Linked DNA regions of Cricetulus griseus: region 1 is linked to region 2. A link is a contact called in public Hi-C data. All regions are on one chromosome and are shown on one strand. The core of a region is the stretch at or near the end of the contact, and the rest is flanking DNA. Distances in the headings are between cores, read along the strand shown.

What was found. A called contact is a pair of places that touch in the nucleus more often than the background predicts.
Region 1: a contact with region 2 is called in a Hi-C map of the CHO-K1 cell line, with 2.5 times the contacts expected there. The contact joins the promoter of Elk1 here to the enhancer-like site in region 2. A contact is called at or near these places in 2 of 8 Hi-C or Micro-C datasets (the CHL-YN cell line and the CHO-K1 cell line).

What each region holds. Positions count from the first base shown.
Region 1 is chrX:125,801,686-125,806,484 of CriGri-PICRH-1.0, forward strand. It overlaps Elk1 (ETS domain-containing protein Elk-1), which reads right to left and starts at 2,192. Exons shown (of 6, transcript XM_027432304.2): 1 at 2,018-2,192. It overlaps Uxt (protein UXT), which reads right to left. Exons shown (of 7, transcript XM_027432305.2): 6 at 3,707-3,770; 7 at 3,163-3,525. The coding sequence ends at 3,472.
Region 2 is chrX:125,685,363-125,690,075 of CriGri-PICRH-1.0, forward strand. No RefSeq gene overlaps it. Among named protein-coding and RNA genes, the nearest start is that of Araf, 15 kb to the right of the region's middle. Within about 2 kb of position 2,074, at least 5 of the 6 cell types and tissues checked have open chromatin away from gene starts, as enhancers often do. A contact at or near this core is called in the CHO-K1 cell line, where this site is marked.

The DNA of each region.
Region 1 (4,799 bases), core at 942-3,441, 120 kb after region 2:
CATGTTTCACTGAAAGAACACTACCCAGATGCAAAGAAATGAAAACAGTCTCTGAAACATCTTCTATTTGTGCCTCTGTGGCTCTGGAGGCTGTCCTGGAACTCGCTCTTGTAGACCAGCTGGCCTTGAACTCACAGAGATCTGTCTGCCTCTGCCTCTATTTGTGCCTTTCCATATTACCAACATCACATTTCTGTTAATGCATCCTTTTACACTTACTTAAGAATCAAATGGAATTCTTAGAAACATCTGTAGTGTGTTTCCTGCACAGTGTGGTGAAAAAATTCTTTTGGGTATGGTAACTGAATGGGGCCTTGGAAGTTATCATACAGAAATGTGGGAGTAGTGTTAAGGGAGAAAGAAGAGCCAGTGCAAAGGCCCTGAGGTGGGCCTGTACCTGCTGTTTTCCAGAAGCAGTGAAGAACAGGTTGTACTATGGGTCTGAAATAGGGAGGGAAAGGAGGTAAGGTCAGAGAGGTGACTGGTTTAATTAAGTCACATATTTTTTCTCCACACTGGAAATGATTATAGTTCCTGACTCCCCATTTCAGGATAGTACAGGAAGAAAGTAGTTAAGGCATTCATATAAAATCACAGCACTGCTGGGACTGGGGGATGATAGGTTTTGGACCAGTGTGGAATGGAGATAGCTGTTGACAGAAGGAACAGCAGAAACAAAAGCCTGGTAATTTGAACTAATTTGGCTGTTTAAGAATGTGCTCTCATGTGGGATGCAATGAGGTGAGAGGGGGCACTTCACAATGTTCCTTGCTCTAAGTAGTTATTGGACCATTTGTGAGTCAGGTTTTTCATCTCCATATGCCCCAGTTTTCTCAGCTGCCTGTCTCACAGGGCTGTGATGAGGACTAAGCAAGCTGGAGACTATAGAACACTCTGTCTGGTCCACAGCAAGTGTAAAGTGTAAAGGTTATCTCTGACTGTCATTAACATCAGTACCATTACTGTACTTGAGAACTGTAGGAAGGCAAAATGTCTAAGTGGATAAGAATGTCTACGAGAAAACATGTAAACTGTATAGTAAAAGTCCCTGGGTTTCTCACATAACACAGGATCACCTAAGAGATGGGGGCAGGGAAGATTGATTCAACACATGGAGAGGAGGAGGGAAATAAAGTACAAGCCCTATCTTTCTTGGGGAGGGACTGCAAGCACTGGATTCAGAAGGATATGAGAGAATGCAAACACTGAGGTGGCAGGAGGCTGCTGACTACTATGCAATAGCAGAGAAGAGCCATCACATAATGATTAAAACGAGAGACAAGACAATAGACTGGGCCGCCGAAAATTAAAAAAAAAATATATATATACAAAGCACCAAACTGACCCATTGTTAAAAGGAAGCAGCCCAAAGGCTGGAGTCTACCAATAAGGGAGAAAAGTTAGGGCAGTGTTAGCTAGAGGGATGTGAATGCAAGCATGCAGACTAATCCAGAGTAAGATGGGGGCAGCGGGAGGACGTGGGTAAAGTCATGGGTGTATGCACTGGGGAAATCAAGGGGGCAGAAATAAAAACTCAGGTGGACTCACTGTTAAACAAATATGGGGTCTCTGGAGGGGGTACAGCGCCACAGATTGACGACAACGAAACATGAGGGGCTCAATAAAGAAGGCCACAGAGGATCCCCTTAAAGTTGAGGCTAAGGAGACATGCAAACACTTTAGAAGCAGCTACTACTAAAGGAAGACTGGACAATTTAACAGACTTATTCCCAGTAAGTGGGGGTTGGGGAGGGCAAGACCACGGACGAGTCCATTAAGTTGGGGTGAGGAAAAACAAGCTCGCAGACAGATCCATTATACAGAGATAGCAGGAGGTTAGGCCACGCTCAGATCCACTATAAGGGGCAAAGGAGCTGGCAATGCACACACAGGGGAAATCAGTTGGTGGCAGTGGAGCCAAACACCGGCAGGCTGGGCCAAGCCACATCCCCTGCGCGGGGGCGAGGATACATGGGGTCACGGACGGGGCCCTCCACCTTGAGGGCCTGGGGCTCACCTGCGTGTGGCGCGGCGGTGGCAGCGGCAGCTCCGGGGGGCGGGGGCTCCATACGAGGCCCCACCGCCCCCCAGGCCCGAGTTCTAAGGCGGCGGCGGCGGTGGTAGCAGCGGCGGGAGCAGCAGCAGTGGTGGTGGCGGCGGCAGCACCCAAAAGCCGCCCCTGCGTTTCCCCAACGCTCACGTGGGCCCTCAGGGGAGGAGCCGAGCGCCCTGCTACTCGCTGATTGGCCAAAAAGTCAAGGATGTAGGCAAAGCTTTGGGGCCTGGTGGTGGAATCCTAACAGAGCTGTGACATGATTGGCTTGAAGGGGATTGATGGGCTGCAGATGGCCAACTAGAGAGGTATTGGGCGGCACTAGTGCTTCACCCTGATTGGGTCAAGGAGGACTTGTAGCCAAGTGGGCAAGTGCCAAGGTTGGGGGGTGGGGGTGGGGAGCGCGCCTGGTTCATACCGATTGGCCTAAATGAGATTGATGGCAGACAGACAACCCCAGAGGATAAAGGGGCGGTGGATGGGCTCTGCTTTCAGCTGATTGGTAGAGACACCGAGACAGCTGCCAAAACACCAAAGTAGGTGGTGCTGCACACCATGTGGTTCAGCGGAAACAGGACTTATTTAGAACAGGGAATAGCAGCAGGGTAGGGCTTGACTCTATGTAGGAGGGTAGGGTAACGCTATGGTAATTAGCTAGGCAAGACGAATTTAGAATTCAGCAGAGGTAGGAGGCCAGATATACAGGGGAGTTGAGGGGTGGAAATGAACTGTCTGCAAGGGCAGGCTTAGGCTGCAGCCTGAGTTATAAGGGTGGAACTTGGCTCTTAGTTATCTAAGACTGGACTCTAGGTTATAGGCCCTGTAGCAAGAAGGGCAGGATCTGTGCCTTTTGGTGGAAACTAGATCTATTTAGAACTCTTGGAACCATTTAGGGAACAAATCAAGGTTGTGAAAGAGAGACAATAAACCTTAAGATCTGAAGTAAAGGGCTAATGGCCATGGAAACAAATCACTTTGAATTGACACTTTTAAAATTCATTTCAAGGGTCTCATGATCTTCCTGCCTACTCCTGATCCCACTCAGGTAGACCTATGAATTTAGCACTTCATGTGTGATAGGCACTCTACCAATTGAACTTCATCCCCAGTCCATGAATTGGTTCATTGTTTATAGTAATACAAAGGGCACAGATACAAATATCTAGGAAAAGAATTAAAAGTGTGAGGAGGTGGGTCGAAGTCTACAAAATAACAAAAAAGGGCAAAGCATAAAGTCATGTGGAAAATACAAATTGGAGGCAAGATCTCTAGAGTGTTTTAGAGGTTCTACAGAAAGGATGGGTCTTCCAGTAACTTTGGTCTCCAGGGCACTTAGTCAATCAGTGAGTTAGGGGGAAAAGAAAGGCTATGTGATTCCAAGGCATTCAGGCTCTTTAATATTAGATGGGATGAAGCAGTCAATGGGGAGATGGCTCTGGGAAATTCTGCAGGCCTTGTAGTTCTCTAAGTCCCTGTAAAAGAGGACAAAGTAGACTGAACAGAGGCTGGGTCCAGGTTCTGCCCCAGGTTTGCTCTGTTTTTTACTCCCATGGCTTCAGTTTAGAAGGAAAGATGACCCCTCCCTTCTTTAGCTTTCTCTCAGGTTATCACCCTAAAATATTTAAAGGGTAAAGTGGAGTGAGCTGTTCTCACCTCTAGCATCATGTGGATATGGGCCTTGATATTCATGGAGTCCTTGGTGAGGCTGTCGCTGAGCCTAGAAAAAAGGAACAAGAAAGGGCAAGGTGGGCCCTACTTAGGCTTATGAGGATGACTCTTCCTCATCACTTCAAGAAATGCTTGCATCCTGGATAACTTCCACGTGGCCTGCTCCTATGCAGAGATGTCTGGATACTTGGAATTTCCCCATTTAAAAATTGAGGACAATAGGGCCAGTGAGATGGCTCAGTGGGTAAAAGGGATTACTGTCAAGTTTGACAACTTTAGTTCAATCCCCAGGACCCACATAGTGGAGGAAAGAATTGACTTCCAAAAGTTGATCTCTTACCTTCACATTACACTCAAAAAATGTAGTAACATTTTTTTTAACATTAAGAGGAAGAGGGAAAGGGGGGGAATATGGGTTCTATAAATATGATCAAACTCCACCTGAAAAAAAGTGTCTTTATGAAACCCATCATAATGACTATATGATAATAAAAAGTAAAGATTATTGAATGCCCTTTGTATTCCAGGCAGCTTTAAATATTGGAGAAATAACAGCAGAAACAGCAGTAAATGAAACAAAATTCTTGGTCTCCTGGAACTCCTTAAGAATTCTAGTTTTTAATTATTTGTCTGTTGTGTGTATGGGAAATGTAACCCTGAGTGTAGGTGCCCACAGAGGTCAGAAGACATAAGATCCCCTGGAGCTGTAGTTACAAGGGGTTGTGAGCTGCCTGATATGGGTGCTTGGGACAGAACTCAGTTACTCCCGAGAGTAGTATATGCTCTTAACCACCAAGCCTTCTCTCTAGCTCCTCAAATTATGAGAGACAAACACATGCAACTATGATGTGTTATATATAAGTATAAGGAAATAAATAACGGAGGAGAGGTAGGAAGTGGAGGCTTGAGTTTTAAAGAGTGCTCAGGTTTGGCTTTACTGAGAGCTTTCCTTTTGAGACTATATAGCCCAACCTGGTTTCTAATTCAAGATCCTCCTATTGGTCTGCTGAGATTAGAGATGTGTACTACCACATTCTAAAATGAAGAAGTCCATAGAGTGTGGGTGATATGGAAGATA
Region 2 (4,713 bases), core at 824-3,323:
GGATGCTGCTTACTGGCTTGTTCCCCATGGCTTGCTCAGCCTTTTTTCTCATAGAACCCAGGACCACCAGCCCAGGGATGGCAAAACCCACAATTTGCTGGGCCCTCCCCCATTGATCACTAATTGGGAATATGCCTTACAGCTGGATCTCAGGGAGGCATTTCCTCAACTGAGGCTCCTTCCTCTCTGATGACTCTAGCTGTGTCAAGTTGACACAAAACCAGCCAGTGCATTTGCTGTGCTTCTGAAGTTTTTGTTGTTCTTCTATTAAGATGTTTCTTTTTGTTTTTCAGTGCTTCAGACCAAGCTCCAGGCCATGCATATGAATCAATTGTTATGACACTGGGGTGTAGATTCAGGCTCTAAGATAATTTTTTAAATGAAAATGACATCAGTGAGTACTTATTGTTCTGCTTGTTATTTTCATTCACTTGGAAATAACACCAGCATCTTTCCAAGTTAATGCATTCCTTTTAATGAATGTGTTTAACAAGCGTGTGAAGTCAATGCAGTGATGTCCTTAATCATTACTCTTTTTAGCTAATAACCTATGTGAGGAGTGAAGAATCAGCCTTACACTAACAATAATAATGTCTAAATATCTGTATTTAGGGTTTCAGACTCACAATCCAATTGTTTTTATGGCATCTTTGCTCAAAATATGGCTGGGGACAAGGGGTTCTACGAAGAAAACTGTTAGAACATGTTGTACACTACCCAGGTAGAATTGAAGTCTGATATTTAAAAAACAAAAGAAAGCAAATTTACAAGTATTTGAAGTAGGAGATAGCTCAGTGGGTAAAGGTATCTGATGCCAAGCCTGGTGGGGAGGGAACAGCTGACTCCTTGGGGTTGTCCTCTGACCTCCACATATGTCCCAAGTTCATTAATAGTCTGAAGATAGTAAAGTTAAGCGTGTTAAAAATCACAGTTTTACTTTTCAGAATGATGGGTCTTTATTTTATTTAAATTAGAAACAGTTTTATTTTACATATCAATCCTTGAGTTCCCTCTCCCTCCCATCCTCCCATGCCCCCAACTGACCCCTATCCCATCCCTCTTCTTCTCCACAGAAAGGGTGAGGCCTTCCATGGGGGAATCATCAACGTCTGTCACATCATTTGGAGCAGGGCCTAGACCCTCTCCCATGTGTCTAGGTTGAGAGAGTATCCCTCTGTGTGCAATGGGCTCACAAAGTTGATTCGTACACTAGGGATAAATACTGTTCCACTATCAGTGGCCCCATAGAATGCCCAGGTCTCCTAACTGGCACCCATGTTCAGGGTGTCTGGAACAATCATATGCTGGTTTCCCAGCTGTCAGTCTGGAGTCCATGAGCTCCCCCTTGTTCAGTTCAGCTGTCTCTGTGTGTTTCTCCAGCCTGGTTTTGACTCCTTTGCTCATCACTCCTGTCTCTCTCTCTGCAACTGGATTCCAGGAATTCGGCTCAATGCTTAGCTGTGGGTGTCTGCTTCTGCTTCCATCAGCTACTGGATGAAGGCTCTAGGCTGGCATATAAGGGAGTCATCAATCTCATTATTGGAAAAGGGCATTTAAGGTAGCCTCTCCACTATTGCTTCTCCACTATTGTTAGTTGGCGTCGACCTTGTAGATCTCTGGACATTTCCCTAGTGCCAGATTTCTCTTTAAACCTATAATGGCTCCCTCTGTTGTGGTATCTCTTTTTTTGCTTTCCTCTAGAATGATGGGTTTTTAAATCACCATTTTAGTCATTCATTTTAAAAGACAAACTTACATTCAATACACTCCATGTGTCACTAACACAAAAGAGAGGGAGAGTGAGCTTTCTAATTTGATCACCCAAATAAATCTAAACTGTTTCCAACTGACATACAAATTTGGATTAATACTTGGTTATTTTTCTTTGGCTCTTAGGGTATTGCCCTTCACTATGACTTATTTCTTTCCAGAAAATTCCCTAGATGGAATTTTGTGCATGGCCCAGCAGAGGGCCCCATTTCCATTTTCTGAGTGACATACAGCACGCACAAAAGCCACTGCAGACAACAATCAGCAAATCAGTGGTGAGGACTGCTGTCCTCCCACATTCCACCCACAGGGCTGGGGCTGATGGGTTCCAGTTCCAGCTGCTGAGCTTGGGACAGATGGTGTCTGCACTTCCTTTTAGTCATGGAGGCGGAGATGATGTGGTTTCTAAGAATAACTAGTGGCTCCGGGAGAGGAGTCCTATTATGTTAAAAGCATGCAAGTAATTTTTGTTGCAGCTTTTATTCCTCTAAGATTCCTATTCTCGTTTTAAAATATACTTAAAAGATATAGAGACATTGAACTACTTGGAAAAACATATTAAAATGACACAATGTATACATCCTTGGTGAATGCACAGTGAGAAACACTTCATAAGTAAATTGAACAAATTACAACTGAGTTTATTACAGTTTGTTTTTATTTTAGTTTTGTTTTGTCTTGTTTTGAGATAAGGTCTTATTATGTATATTCCAGGCTGGCTTAGAACTCATAACCATCCTGCCTCAGCTTCCCAAGTGATGGGATAACAGGCATGTACCACCAACTCAGTTTAATCCTTTCCTCTCACGTTGGCAGGCTCAGAAGTGTGTGTGTGTGTGTGTGTGTGTGTGTGTGTGTGTGTGTGTGTGTGTGTGTGTGTGCATGTTTTGCAGTAATAGAAAGCTGATTAACACATAGATGGAGCACTAGGGACCCAGCCAGGTCTATCCAGATTTTTCTTGGTCTCTATATATAGTATTCTTTCCTTCCAGGGGTAAAACATATCTGAAATGAGGACCCATTAATTCCTATTAAACAAGGTAGATCCTTGAATTTAAGGCCAGCTCCCATATGGAAAGACAAGAGAAGGTTATATTAGTTTTTGCGGCTTGCCTTAGGAAAGTCGAGCAAGAGAAGGGGCAGGGAAGAAGAGAGTACAAAATAATCAACTATCCATATTTTGTAGCAGTGTGTTCGGGGACTGGATGACTAAGGAATTTGTTCTTCAACAAAACCCAGCATCGAGAACATTAAATAATTAAGAGGTGACTCTAGTAGTGGCATGAACTTGTAATCTCTAAACTGAGAGGTGGAGCCAGGATGATTGTGAGTTCAAAGCCAGCCAGGGCTGCACAGAGAGAGGCATTTTGTGTTAGCTTGTCTCAAAAAAAAAAATGGGTGATTTATTTTACTGTATTAAGAGATACTCTTCATTAAATTATATAGTAATTAGAATTAAGAGACAAACCACAAAATTAAAGAAAATAAAAACTCTCTTATTCACAAGTTAAATTGCAAAACAGTATATAAGCAAGGGACTCAACAGGAAAGGGGTAGCATAGGCAACCCATATCTGAAGACATTTCAATTATGGCATACTGTTGTCATTTGGATGAAGTTTGTGTGTATCTCCCAAGGCCTCATGTATTAAATTTTAATTTTCCTCAGGAGAGTGGCTTGATTTTGTTTTTATGCAAATATTTAGGTATCTAGGATTAGGATGATTACAGGTCTTGATGTTGATTCCTAGGTTTGTCTTTGTTGAGTAGGTATTTTGTTTCTGTTTCTCTCTGAATTTTCAGAGTGTGTGATGTCTGTGTGTTGTCTAGTAGGAAATTTTCTTTGGATTTGAGAATTGTGGCCATGGGGGGGGGTTTCCAGGTAAAGTGTTTCTGTGTATTGGAAGCTTCCAGGGATGGGGATAGACTAGGGGTCTGAAGGGGTTCACAGGAGAGCATAATGTACAAGCAGGATCTGCTCGTTTTGTCTCCTTGGAATGGGGGAGACAGGGTAGAGAGGTCAGCCCAGAAGATGTGCTCTAACGATAGGGATGGGGTTAGAAGGTCGGATCTAGAGGAACAGGAGGAGAGGGGAAGATCTACAGACAGCCCCCTTGATTCCCTGGAAGGAGTAGTCTAAGAGTTAGCAGAGAGAGGAAGAGCTTGTGGAAGTTGGGGGCTGGGACAAAGGAACAGTTGGGGCAAGGTGGGGTTAGGAGGGGGAGGTCTGTGGGATCCATAGGAGATGGGAAGGAGGAGAAGGCTGCCACAAGTGTTCAGAGCTTGGATCTGGGGGAGCAGAGGAGGAAGAGAAGATCTGAAGGCAGCCAACCTGGTCCCCTGGCAGACATGGTCTGTGGATTAGCAGGGGGTGTCAGCTGGAGTTGGGGGCTGGGATAAAGCAACAAGTGCTAGAAGAGAGGCCAGAGGAAAGATCCATGGGATCCACAGGAGATGGGGACAGGGGGGCAGGGAATGCTGCAGCTGATGCTTTGTTACAGAGCTAGGGATGAGACTAGGGAATGGACTTGGAGGAGAAGAGGGAATGGTGAAGGTCTTCGGTTGGCTTACCTGTTTCCCTGGCCTGCTCAGCTGGTGTGTTCCCAGGGAATGCCTGCTGGTGTTGGAGGATGGGATATGAGGATGAGTTGGGGGAAGGAAGGTTAGGTTAGGGTAGAAGATCCCTGAGACTCCTTGGGTATAGGGTCAGAGAGGAAAGGGAGACCACAACAGGTTCTCTGCCACAGCATTGGGGAAGAGACTGGGGGATTGGATCTAGGGAACAGATGAAGAGGGAAATATGTGAGCAGTGAAGACTTTAGAAGGTGATTAGGATTAAATGTTAGTGTGGAGTCACTGTGACTGACTCCTGGGGGGGGCTTTATAAAAAATAGGAAGATATGTCAATGAGATGGCTTAGCATGTCTGACAATCTGAGTTTGAC